Regions from separate parts of the Sus scrofa genome. Here regions 1, 3 and 4 are each linked to region 2. The links are chromatin contacts, called in public HiChIP or PLAC-seq maps. All regions are on one chromosome and are shown on one strand. The core of a region is the stretch at or near the end of the contact, and the rest is flanking DNA. Distances in the headings are between cores, read along the strand shown. Region 1 has its middle 1.1 Mb from the start of ZEB2. Region 2 holds the start of ZEB2 (zinc finger E-box-binding homeobox 2). Region 3 has its middle 1.2 Mb from the start of ZEB2. Region 4 has its middle 1.3 Mb from the start of ZEB2.

Region 1 (2,700 bases), core at 145-2,644, 1.1 Mb before region 2:
ATGTTCTTTGCTGTCTTGGACTCATACTAGATGTGATATATATATATATATATATATATAATGTTAAGTCATTCTTGATGGTGAGAAGAAGCAAACTGTGAATGAAGGATATTAGACAGGGAAGGCAGAGACCAGACCCTACAGTTCTTACGGTGATAAGACTCAAAGCAATAAGACCAGGAATAGGAATGGGCACAGATAAGGGTCATGGTGGCCAGAGCCCAGTGGATTAAAGGTACTGACGTAAAGCAGAAAGGAGTAGGCAGCTGCCTCAAGTCACTACAAAGAAACTGAAGAAGAGATATGATGGACTTCTAGTAACTTAGCCTTGACTAGATACTAAGCTGAACTAGTCTCAGATCTAAGAATTTTTTTAAATATATTTTCTCTTAGTGTTCTAGGTTTGAACTAGGTGTTCAGGTCTAATGGAAGTAACTCAAATAAATAGGTGAGGTTGAGACAGTGTGTGCAGAGGGCAGCAGAAGCTGTACCAGGCTTCCTGATAGGCTAATGAGTTTTACTAGGTGGTCTCAGCCTTGTTTTTAGTAAAATCAGACTTAGACAGGGAAAGTGGTGGGTTATATACATACAGATAGTTGGAAAGACCCACAGAAATCAATAATTTAATCCTAAAAATACATCAAATTCCTTCATTTGAAATAATTTACTTTGGTTATGCAATCATTTTTTAGGGTATAGACTTTAAAAAAAACATGACTATACATGGGATGAGCAATGTGTGATTTGATTAAACTGTTCTGGGAGAAAGACAGCATGTGAGTACTTAATATTTGGGGAAAGAATGTGATAAATGGGAAGAAATGGAGGTACTAGGGAATATATTTCTAAAGGCAAAAATCTTCTCACTTCATACTTCTCCCCTAAGCACAAAAATGATCAGAATGATGTGGCCTTTCTAAAATATAAAAAAGAACACTTAAGAGACTAAGGTTTAATTTGATTCCTTGCTACGTACAAAGACTGCCAGCATGGCTTTAAACTCTAGGGGGCCTAGTAGTTCCTTTTACTAGTCTAGAAGAAAACACAAACATCCTTCCCATGGTCTAATTCCTTTGTGCTGGAGCAGCTCTCTGGGATCCTTGGAAGAAAGGTGCTATGTAAACCATGAGGGTGTGGACTTGGAGTGCTGAGGTGGGGAGCCTGTGCGGTCTTGGATGGAGACTTGGTTTCTCCATGTGCATTCAATTTATGATTTTTTTTTTTTTTTCATTTCTGGAACCCACTCAGGAAGCTGATGGTGTACGTTATAAGTCTGGAAGAGCACATGCACGAAACAAACAAATAAATAAATAAATAGCTGCCCTCTGCCATAGAAACAAACTGCTTCCTCTGAAATGAGTCAGTGCAAGTGAGGCAGACTCATGCAGCTCGCTAGTATGCCCCCACCTTTCTGGCCTGATTTGCCTGCTCCTCAGACTTGCTGACAAAGGGGCTCGCTGGAGAGTACAAGGGAAGAAAGGAAAATAACACGTTACTCTTCTGAGTAGGGCTTGTGATATGTTGAAAGCTCCTCCTGATGAAGAAGGACAAGGAAAACCCTCTTCACTTTACTCCAGACTCACCGGCCCCAAGACTGAACAGTTTAGGGATGTCCTTCTATTTACTTTAGATTTTGCTGAACCAAATACCCCTCACATCCTGGCCAGAGATTATCTAGACCCAAAACTATTTATTCAGTTGTCCTGTGCAATTGCTTGTGTGATTTGGATAAAGAGAAAATGAGTTAGTGTGTGTTTTTACTATGATGGTTATTAAAGGAGCTCACTCAATGATGAAAATAGAAAAATCAGAATGCCACCTGAAATTATCCAACAATCTTCAGAAAGAGAGGGAAAACTTAAGAATGATATTTCTTTTTACAATCAGATGTATTACAACATACGCAGACTTATTTAATAGCAGGCTTTCTACCAAAAGCTGTCTTAAAAAGTTTGAGTCATATTAATTACTAATATATGTAGGAAGATAAATAGAAACATAGAGAAGTGAGAAAAGATACGTATTTTAAGGCCTATACTTCTTTTTTTAGATTCATATTTCTTTAATTTGCAATTTTCACTCTGCATATGAAAGGCCTCAGGCAGAAAGTACACAGAAAGTCCCTCTTCAACCAAATTTAGAGAAATGAGATACAAAATATAAAGAAGGGAGTCAATAGAGAAGACAGCAATGTATGGTCCACTGAGTAGGCTTTGGGCCAAATTGTAGGTTATGCTGCAAATAAGATGACTAATTTTTCTTTTATAGAGGAATCTTAACCCATTAAGAAATAGATTACTGAAAATAGCTAAATTACAAAGAACTCTTAGATAACTAAAAGAATAAAGAGATACAGTGAGAATTCCTCTTACTTCAGGAAGACGCCCCTAGTTAGTGTAGCTTCAGATTCCTAGCCTGGTTTGGATCCCCTTGTAATCCAATTGAGTTTTTACATATTTGCACTTTTAGGAAAGTTTTCTGCTCTTTACTTTCTAACCCATATCTCATGCCTCAGACTGAAAGCCAGTCTACTTCTATTCAGTGGCAATGGAAAACTCTTACAGAATCCAGCTTTGTCAATGTTTTTCAAAAGTATGTCCTTCAGACTACCAGAATCAGACACCTGGGGTGCTTGGGAAAATGCAGATTCCCAGTGCCTAATCTAGAGTTCTTAATTGAGACCCTTTGGTATTTGCCTCA
Region 2 (2,700 bases), core at 197-2,696:
CAAAGCAGTTTATCTTAATATAAGTAAAAGTCTAGTGTTGGATCAGGGTGTTATTTGTTTCAGATTTCATCAGACTGAAAACAGGGGGCTGTAACATATTAACAATATTAAAGCAGAAAATTTTGGCATGAGGCTGCTCTTCAGTCCTCTTGACACCTCCACCTTTACCTTTGCAAGAAAGCCCAAAGGCAGTGGGACTGAAAGTTTATTTGTGCTCTGAGGTTCTCAAGCACTTTCACTCTTAAAACAACAACAACAACAACAACAACAAAAAAACCTCACAGTTCTTTAAGAAACTGAGCCTGAACCACTGGAGGCTAAGAGATTTCTTCCTTTTCCTATAAATGCCTGTGCTCAGCATCCTCAAATTTGGCTGTCTTTATTTACTTCTATATTAGTTCCAATTATGTGCAGTGTAAACCAGCTTTTTGATTAACAAAACAGCAGAGCATTGGTTAAGAACACTTAAACTTCAAAAAAAATTCCCCTGGGAAGTGGGCTCTGAATTGGTTAATAATGTGCAGTACTTGCTAAATTGCTGACTTCCAGATGTGGAAAATATCTTTCTTGTTTAGGACCTATGTAACCTGATTGGATTACGACAGAAGCGTCACGTTGGAAGCTTTTGAGTGATTATTTAATTAACCATACAGTAGAAAGCTGTATTCTCCAGGAAATCCCTTCCATATTTACATAACCAATCCCTTCAGAGCAAAGGTGGAGTCTTTTCTTTTTAATTTTACTTTAATTGCAATATCAAAAAATGTATACTCCAAAACTTAGACCCCATGCCGTTTAATATCATGCTCATCCTTCCCTGCTAAGTTCCTCTATGGCCTTTCTCCTATTCCTCCTGCCTCCCTACACACACACACACACACACACACACACACACACACTCCCTCACTTTGTAGTGAGGTCTCCGTGAGATGTAGAGAGACTCAGAGATCGAGGCAACTCAGCCCGCTATGTTAATTCACTTAGAGACCCTTTTTAAAAATGCCAAACCACTTTTTAGTATTGGGATCCAATCCAGAAATTCATCACACACACACACCCCCAACACACACCCTAAAATGCAGTTCACATGCAACATTTTTTTTTTCTGGCTCTGGCATCTAAAAAGACAAAAAAATAAGAGAAAGGGCAAAAAATTTAGTTCCAGAAGCTGTGCTGAGAAATCCACACAACTTAATGTGCATCTCAAATCTGGTCATTAGAGATATCTGTATAAGAAGAAGCGATCTGGATTGAAGAACCGGGATCTTTCCCTTTAACTTTCGCCCCTTAAGAGTTCTCCAGTTCTGTGAATGGTGTGCACCGTTTTCCGCCCTGTACTCTGTAGGATTTAGTGATGAGGAGATGAGGATAATGATGCCAAAGGCTTTACGGGGGGGGGGGGGGCGTGGAGAAGGGAGGGAGGGAGGCGAGAGGGAGGGAGAGAGGAAGGGAGGGAGGTGGAATTTCATTTCTTCCACTAAAGCGTTTGCGGAGACTTCAAGGTATAATCTATCCCAGATCCTTTCCCAGAGAGAAACTTGGCGATCACGTTTTCACATGATGCTCACGCTCAGGGCGCTTCAATTATCCCTCCCCACAAAGATAGGTGGCGCGTGTTTCAGGGTCTCTCTCTCTCCTACAGAAAAGAAAAAGAAAAAAATGTCATTAGAAGAGGCGTAACACGTCAGTCCGTCCCCAGGTTTGTGTTTCCTGGAGTGGCCGAAAGAGATCAGTTCTAACCTGCTCCGCAGGAATAACGGTCCTGCCTCCCGACACTCTTGGCGAGGTTTTGTACAGTTTGCTCCGGGAGCTGTTTCTTCGCTTCCACCTTTTTCTTCCCCACACTTCGCGGCTTCTTCATGCTTTTTCTTCTCACCATTTCTGGCCAAAACTACAAACAAGACTTCGCAGGTAGGTTTTTTTCCCCCTTTTCTCTCTTTTTATTCCTTTTTGGCATGGTCATCCCCCACCCTCCTTTCATGATTTTCTCCTTTTAAGTGAGGATGGGAGTCTGAAGTGCGAAGGAGTGTCTGTGGGTAGGAATTTCAGGTGGGTTTAGCTCCTTTACGGCAAGCTTTTCCCAAGAGTGACTTCTTGGATTTCTCTCTCACTCCCTCTCTCTCTCCTTCCTTTTCTCTTTTTTCCTCCTCCAAATAATTTGCCCTGTACCTGTCCATTCAGGTAACCAAAGGTGCCTTTTGCTACCCAGCCTAGGAAAAGTTTTATTGAGAACTATGTGGTTGGAATAAAAACTCTTCAGGGGGAGAGGTTCTGCTCTATTGTCATGTCTAATTCCAATTCATTGTATTCAGCAATTAAAACTTGGCAAATACCTGTTAATAATTACAAAACTTGATGGATACAAACCTACCAAATTCGGGAGCAAGTCTTTCTCTTAGATATGGCAGTCCAACCTTTTCTACCGAAGAAGGCTGTTTTCTAAGCAGAAAGTTGCTTGTTTTTGTCTGCTTAGCGAGTTTCATTTCTTTATTTCATTCTTTGTGTGTGTGTGTATGTGAAGTAACACCTCACTTCTGTGATGATAAATAAAGAAGTGAAAGTCCTCATGGAACTTGAGTCGTTTACCAAAGTAGTGGGGGGGGGGGTCACTACAGTTGGGAAGAAAACTGTCAGGATATTAGAGTTTTAAATTAGGGATAACTTTTGAAATTGTATTTCAAATGGCAAAGTAATATAGAC
Region 3 (2,700 bases), core at 53-2,552, 1.2 Mb before region 2:
CTCATCTCATCTTCCACTAGCTATTCTAATCACAGAGATTGTGGTTTCTGTCCTTTTATGATGATTTTCTGATACATTTTATAAGGCATTTATCACAACTCTTCCCCTAGGCCATTAGACCAGTTTGTTATCACCATTAAAAACAGAGTATTTTTTTAAAGTTCAAGGAGCATATAAACAATACATTGATCTTATTAATTAAACAATATTTTATAGATGTAACAATTATTGAATTGATTTAAATTTTGATAGTCATATTCTAAGAAGTCTGAGTCAGTCATTTATTGATTTAAAGATTTTCCATTCAAAATTACTAAATGCTGAAAAATTTCTGTGGTAATATATAGATTAAAAAAACATGATTACACCATCATGTAACTAACATTTCCAATAAAACTACTGAAGTATGATTAAGAGAATTAAACAGGATAATTTTCATGATAGGATAATCATTTGAATATTTTCTGGTGGCAGTTAATTTATCTAGTTACTTCTGAATTTTTCTATGCTTTTGATTTAGTAAAGCAGTCAGTAATTTATTGGAGAGAAAATCAGTTTAATTTCTTTTTGTCTGTTTCATGAAGAACAAGCAACACGTGCAGGCTGGCTCCTCTGTATGTCTAGTATTTAACGGTACTGTTATTTTCCAAAATATACATGAAAAAATTTAAAATTATATCTTGTAGGTCATTGCATATATTAGCAATGTTTTAAATTCTTACATATTCAGGTAAATCTTGCTTGATTCTACTCAGATCAGATACTATTTCTAAAACTAAGAATGTTAAAACCAGTGGCCTCAGTATGAAATTTCTTCCCATTAACTCATTCAAGTTAGTCAAGTATAGTAAAACTTAGTCCTCCAAAATCATCTGGAGAAAATATGTTCACCAAACAGTAGACTTCTGGTCACACCAGGTACTAATCATTCCAACTACTTTTCATTAAGAAAATACATAAATAGCAACAATAACAGGATCCACAATTGTAAAAGACATTGCCTTTGAAAAACATTTAGGTTTCTAGATTTTGACTTTGTAAATTTCAACCTTTTCAAAAATGATTTGCCCTGCCACATTTCAAAAATAAATCAAGGTTTCTGCTATGTGAATGTTAAAACCTGTGATTTCTCAGATGAGTCCATGTTTACCAGCAGGACTCACCCAGGAAGGCCAGCTGAACATCCAGTGTACTTTCCCTTCACTGTGGTCAGTGAATCAGCAAGTGTTATAAGAGTTCAGGGTGAAATGCCAGGTGCTATTTCAACAGTCCTTCTTTCACAACACTTAGGGCGGGGTCACTCTGCTAGGCTCTGATAAGGTTACTGGAACTCAGTTCCTAGGGTGGTCAAGTTAACATCCTCTGCTCTCATGCTCGCTGAATGTAGAAGGTAGTCACAGAGACCTGGTTCCCTTTTTTGGGCAAAAGGCTACTCAACCACAAGCTACTTATTAAACTCTGTCTGGAAAATATTATTCACTGAAATTATGTCTCAATAGCATAAAGTTTAATTTTGTAATTACCCAAACCATCTGTCATGGCAAGGCTCTCTTAAGGCCATCCAAACGGAAGAACTTTTACTTGAGAACCTTATATAGTGAGTGGTGTTTTTTGTAACGAGTGACTGTTGAGAAGGAAATGATATGAATTTTAAATGGTGGCTACAAATAGATTGTCAACTTTCTTCGCTCTTTGATAACTAACTGAGAACAAACTAATTTCCTAAAGAAAATACCCTCCATCTTCCAGTAAATGAATTATTGCCTTTTCCATACATTGTTTAGCTCTCTACTTTATAAAATAAAATTCATATGGGTGCTGTCATAGCAAAAGATTTTCACTATGTGTATTTTCACTATGTAAGAATAATAGCAACATTTCCTTGAAAACTTGGGGATACTGACTAAGCAAACAACAATTATTATTAATCAGTTACATAATGTATTCTTCCTCTTACATTCCAAGGTTTTCTGTCTTGATGCATTGAACATCCATAGATATTTAGAATAAATGCAAATGTAGAGACATCAAGGAATCAGATAGCTTGAAGGGATAAAACACTATTGGTTGGGCATGCCTTAAGGGTTTGCATAAGGTTCGGATTTTAATGACAATTATGTGGCACCATCCAAATTGTGAACCAAAAATACAGACTGGATCTTAAAGACAATTTTCAACTTTGGTGATTTTACTTTTGGATATATATTTTAAAAATTAAATTAAATTAAAAAATTAAGTTGAACATCTCTATCTTAATAATTCCGATATATCTACCCAAAAGTGTGAAGTCACATAGAAGGGAAATTATTCTAATTCAGTTTACCCAACTCCTTCCACATCCAGCAGTTGATATTATAAAATTTTGATACTACATAGTCCATAGGAAGGAACGAAAGAACGAACGAAGGGAGGGAGGGAGGAGAAAAGAAACTGTTCTATTGCACAAATGACAGAAAAGCAATGGTAATCTACACCTACTGACTGTTAGATTTTTCTACAAGACCTTGGTCCAACGGGTATGTAAAGTTTTATTTAATGTCTTTAATTGATGCTTTCATTGGCAAGTAAGAGATTTGGTCCTAGATTACCTATAACATCTTAAACTTAATATTGTAATGCTACTTGTATAGATCCTTTATTGTGGTGATGAGGATGGACAGAAAATGCAATGGTAGACCCTGAAAAAATTAGTTTGTACGG
Region 4 (2,700 bases), core at 145-2,644, 1.3 Mb before region 2:
AGCACTCTGTAGCCTGGTATTCCTTCCCTGTGCATTTAACCTGTGAGGGGCTGAGGATCTAATGCCGAAAAGACTTGGGTGTGTGAGGATAGATGAACCAGGTCCCAGAATCATCAGGAAGACAAGTGAGCTTTAAAGTGCTCCTCTCTCTCTCTCTCTCTTTCTCTCTGTCTACGTCTCTGTCTCTGTCTCTGTCTCTCTCTCTCCATTATCCTCTGAAGAAGCAGTTTGGGCAGAGCGTGGACACTCTTTCTGCACATGGCAGAGGTGGTCTGCATCACATTTAGGCCTAAAGTTGTAACAGCCAACTTGTCAATGAAGGCCATTAGCGCAGATGTGCCACAGGCACTCGGGGACTGGGTGGCGGGGCAACCTCAGATCAGTGTGGGAAGAGCAGACATCGGGTGGTAACAACTTTCAGTCATTACTGACCTGGGCTCTATTCAAACCAGTGACCTAGAAATGAAGGGCTCCAAATCCCATTACTAATTCCCCGAGCCATCAAGTCTCCCCTATGGCCTGGATCTTGTCCTGAAACCCAGGTCTCCTGTTGAAATAGCATTAGACAGCAGCCACTGCATTGGCAGGCAAGGGTTTTAAAATAAAAGGGGGGAAGAAAGAGGAAAATGTGCACTTACAGAGTTGGCTTTAATTATTACTTTAAAGTTTTTCAGCTCCTTTAAACCTAAAAACCTGAACCTTCTTGAAAGTCAAAAGCTTGCCAGGAAGTACAAGAACGGTGTTCAAACAAACACAGCCTTCTATTTTGCTTGAATGGGAAAATACACATGCCCCCTCCCAAACCGAAGAATAATGAGAGGAAACCAAATGAGAGGAAGTTGTTGAAAAGGAAAGAAAGAGATTAAATGAGTATTGCAAGGAGGAGAAGAATATTTACTGCCAATGTAAGAAAAAGAGCTAAATGAAAGCCCCCTTGAACAGCTTTCCCCTCTCACTTATTATCTCTGTGTCGCTCTTCAATCCCTCTAATCAAAGAGGGACAATTATTTTTCAGTAAAAAGTAGGTTTTTTTGAATTAGGTGAAGCCTGTGCAGGGCAAGCTGGCATGTAAAGTTCTGCCTTGCTTTTTAAGCAAAAAGCTCCAGCTTTGCAAATAGTCCTGTAGATGGAGCTGCACTCTGCAATTCTAAGATCACGGCCCCAACAATGAAGCAATTGTTTCCTGTCTCCACTTAGCAATTCCTCCCTCTCTTTTGGTTCTTTCTGGTTGCATGTTCTATTTGTTTTAATGTATACCTTTGTGTAAAGCCTGTCTCTGAGTGGTTAGATACCCCGTTGATATGTGGCCTTCAAGGGGGAAAAGGGAGTGCAGCCTATTCCCATGACATCCTTGGGCTTTGTAGAGCCAAAAAAACCTTCTCAGGAACACCTAATCCTTGGGCTCTGGCCAAGTACCACAATCCCTCTGTACAACTGACATGGGCCACTTGGGACACTTGAGAGCTTTAGGTGTGTCTTTCTGAAGTCAGCCCCGGCCAAGCATGAGGCAAATGTGCCCGACCAAAGAAAATAAATTATGTGGACTCCAATTTTCAGCAGTTATGAAGTATTAAATTACACATGCAAAGAATTCACATTGGGATTAACCCTTTGGAACCAAAACACAATCTTGTCACAACACTTGTAAAAAGAACATGCTCTGTGGAAGGCCTGCCTTTCCAAAGGCACAGAGGTGGCTGACGGGAGGCAGAGATGCTAAAAGAAATAGGCTGTAATTAAACACAAATATGTTAGGCTGCTACCGGGGCATGGGAGAGGGTGTGTGTTTTGGGGGTTCTGTCCTGTCTCTTAGGATATGCTGCTCTCCATGTACTGAACATGTTGAGCATACTGTAAAGTTTATGAATCCACAGCCAGTGCCACTTTCGGCCCTTAATCAGAATGCATTTTATCCTAATTCACACAGCCCCTGTGGCTGCTTCTTCATTCAGATTTAGAGAAGTGGTTGAGAACCACTGGAACTTGAGTGAAATCACAACTACAGAACTCCTGAAAAGGCATTCATCTTCTGCTTCTGTGACTCAGTGAGTGATGGCAGAAAACATACTGCCCTGCCCCTTTCAAGAGTCCCAGGTTCCCTCTAGCCATTTGAAGCACTAAGCTCTTAGTACACGTCGTGGCTGAAATTTAACTTGTAAACTTGGCAGTAGAAAAGCAAAACATCGCTGTTTGTTTCCCCCTTGAAGCTATTTATTTACCAAATGACCATAGAAAGCCAATCTTTGACAATAACAGGAATAAATCAATTTTGAAGAGCTTAAAAGAATTTTTTTTTTGACAAAGTTAACTTTTTAGAAAGTGTGCATCTCAAGTATGCACAGCAGGTTTTGGGGAAACATGCAGCCTTACCTCTCTCCCCCCGAGTTCATTATCAGAGGGTGTGTGATCAACAGGAAGAACACTGTGTCTGGCTCTGATTCCCCAGAAAAATCCTTTCCTGACCTCACAGATGCCCCTTGAAAACCTTAATGCACAGCCACATGTCTCAGACACTCCATGGACCCCCATGTACTTGCCTTCTTTTAACCAAGAAGGAAACTGAGGCGGGCTGAGAAAACATGATTTGTTTAAAGTCACATAGCTAAGACTGTTAAGTCTTCTGACTTCTGGTGAAAATTGTTTCTAAAATAAGAAATATATAATTAGAGAAAAAAATCTCTATTTCCCTGTGCTTCAGCT

The links. HiChIP or PLAC-seq counts read pairs in DNA pulled down with a chosen protein or histone mark.
Region 1: an H3K27ac HiChIP or PLAC-seq map of alveolar macrophages shows a contact between it and region 2. The contact joins the enhancer-like site here to the promoter of ZEB2 in region 2. A contact is called at or near these places in 6 of 47 Hi-C or Micro-C datasets (embryonic fibroblasts, fibroblasts, mesenteric adipose tissue and 2 more) and 2 of 2 datasets of contacts at active chromatin or transcription factors (alveolar macrophages and skeletal muscle).
Region 3: an H3K27ac HiChIP or PLAC-seq map of alveolar macrophages shows a contact between it and region 2. The contact joins the enhancer-like site here to the promoter of ZEB2 in region 2. A contact is called at or near these places in 1 of 5 promoter capture datasets (fetal liver), 4 of 47 Hi-C or Micro-C datasets (embryonic fibroblasts, heart right ventricle, skeletal muscle and 1 more) and 2 of 2 datasets of contacts at active chromatin or transcription factors (alveolar macrophages and skeletal muscle).
Region 4: a contact with region 2 is called in an H3K27ac HiChIP or PLAC-seq map of alveolar macrophages. The contact joins the enhancer-like site here to the promoter of ZEB2 in region 2. A contact is called at or near these places in 2 of 5 promoter capture datasets (fetal liver and fetal skeletal muscle), 15 of 47 Hi-C or Micro-C datasets (adipocytes, adipose tissue, alveolar macrophages and 10 more) and 2 of 2 datasets of contacts at active chromatin or transcription factors (alveolar macrophages and skeletal muscle).

What each region holds. Positions count from the first base shown.
Region 1 is chr15:6,407,002-6,409,701 of Sscrofa11.1, forward strand. No RefSeq gene overlaps it. Among named protein-coding and RNA genes, the nearest start is that of ZEB2, 1.1 Mb to the right of the region's middle. Within about 2 kb of position 1,395, at least 8 of the 83 cell types and tissues checked have an H3K27ac peak or open chromatin away from gene starts, as enhancers often do. A contact at or near this core is called in alveolar macrophages, embryonic fibroblasts, retroperitoneal adipose tissue and 1 more, where this site is marked.
Region 2 is chr15:7,497,433-7,500,132 of Sscrofa11.1, forward strand. It overlaps ZEB2 (zinc finger E-box-binding homeobox 2), which reads left to right and starts at 1,447. Exons shown (of 10, transcript XM_021076506.1): 1 at 1,447-1,911. LOC110257199 reads right to left here. Exons shown (of 2, transcript XR_002339482.1): 2 at 1,798-1,891.
Region 3 is chr15:6,307,034-6,309,733 of Sscrofa11.1, forward strand. No RefSeq gene overlaps it. Among named protein-coding and RNA genes, the nearest start is that of ZEB2, 1.2 Mb to the right of the region's middle. Within about 2 kb of position 1,303, at least 18 of the 83 cell types and tissues checked have an H3K27ac peak or open chromatin away from gene starts, as enhancers often do. A contact at or near this core is called in alveolar macrophages, embryonic fibroblasts, fetal liver and 1 more, where this site is marked.
Region 4 is chr15:6,239,972-6,242,671 of Sscrofa11.1, forward strand. No RefSeq gene overlaps it. Among named protein-coding and RNA genes, the nearest start is that of ZEB2, 1.3 Mb to the right of the region's middle. Within about 2 kb of position 1,395, at least 22 of the 83 cell types and tissues checked have an H3K27ac peak or open chromatin away from gene starts, as enhancers often do. A contact at or near this core is called in adipose tissue, alveolar macrophages, fetal skeletal muscle and 5 more, where this site is marked.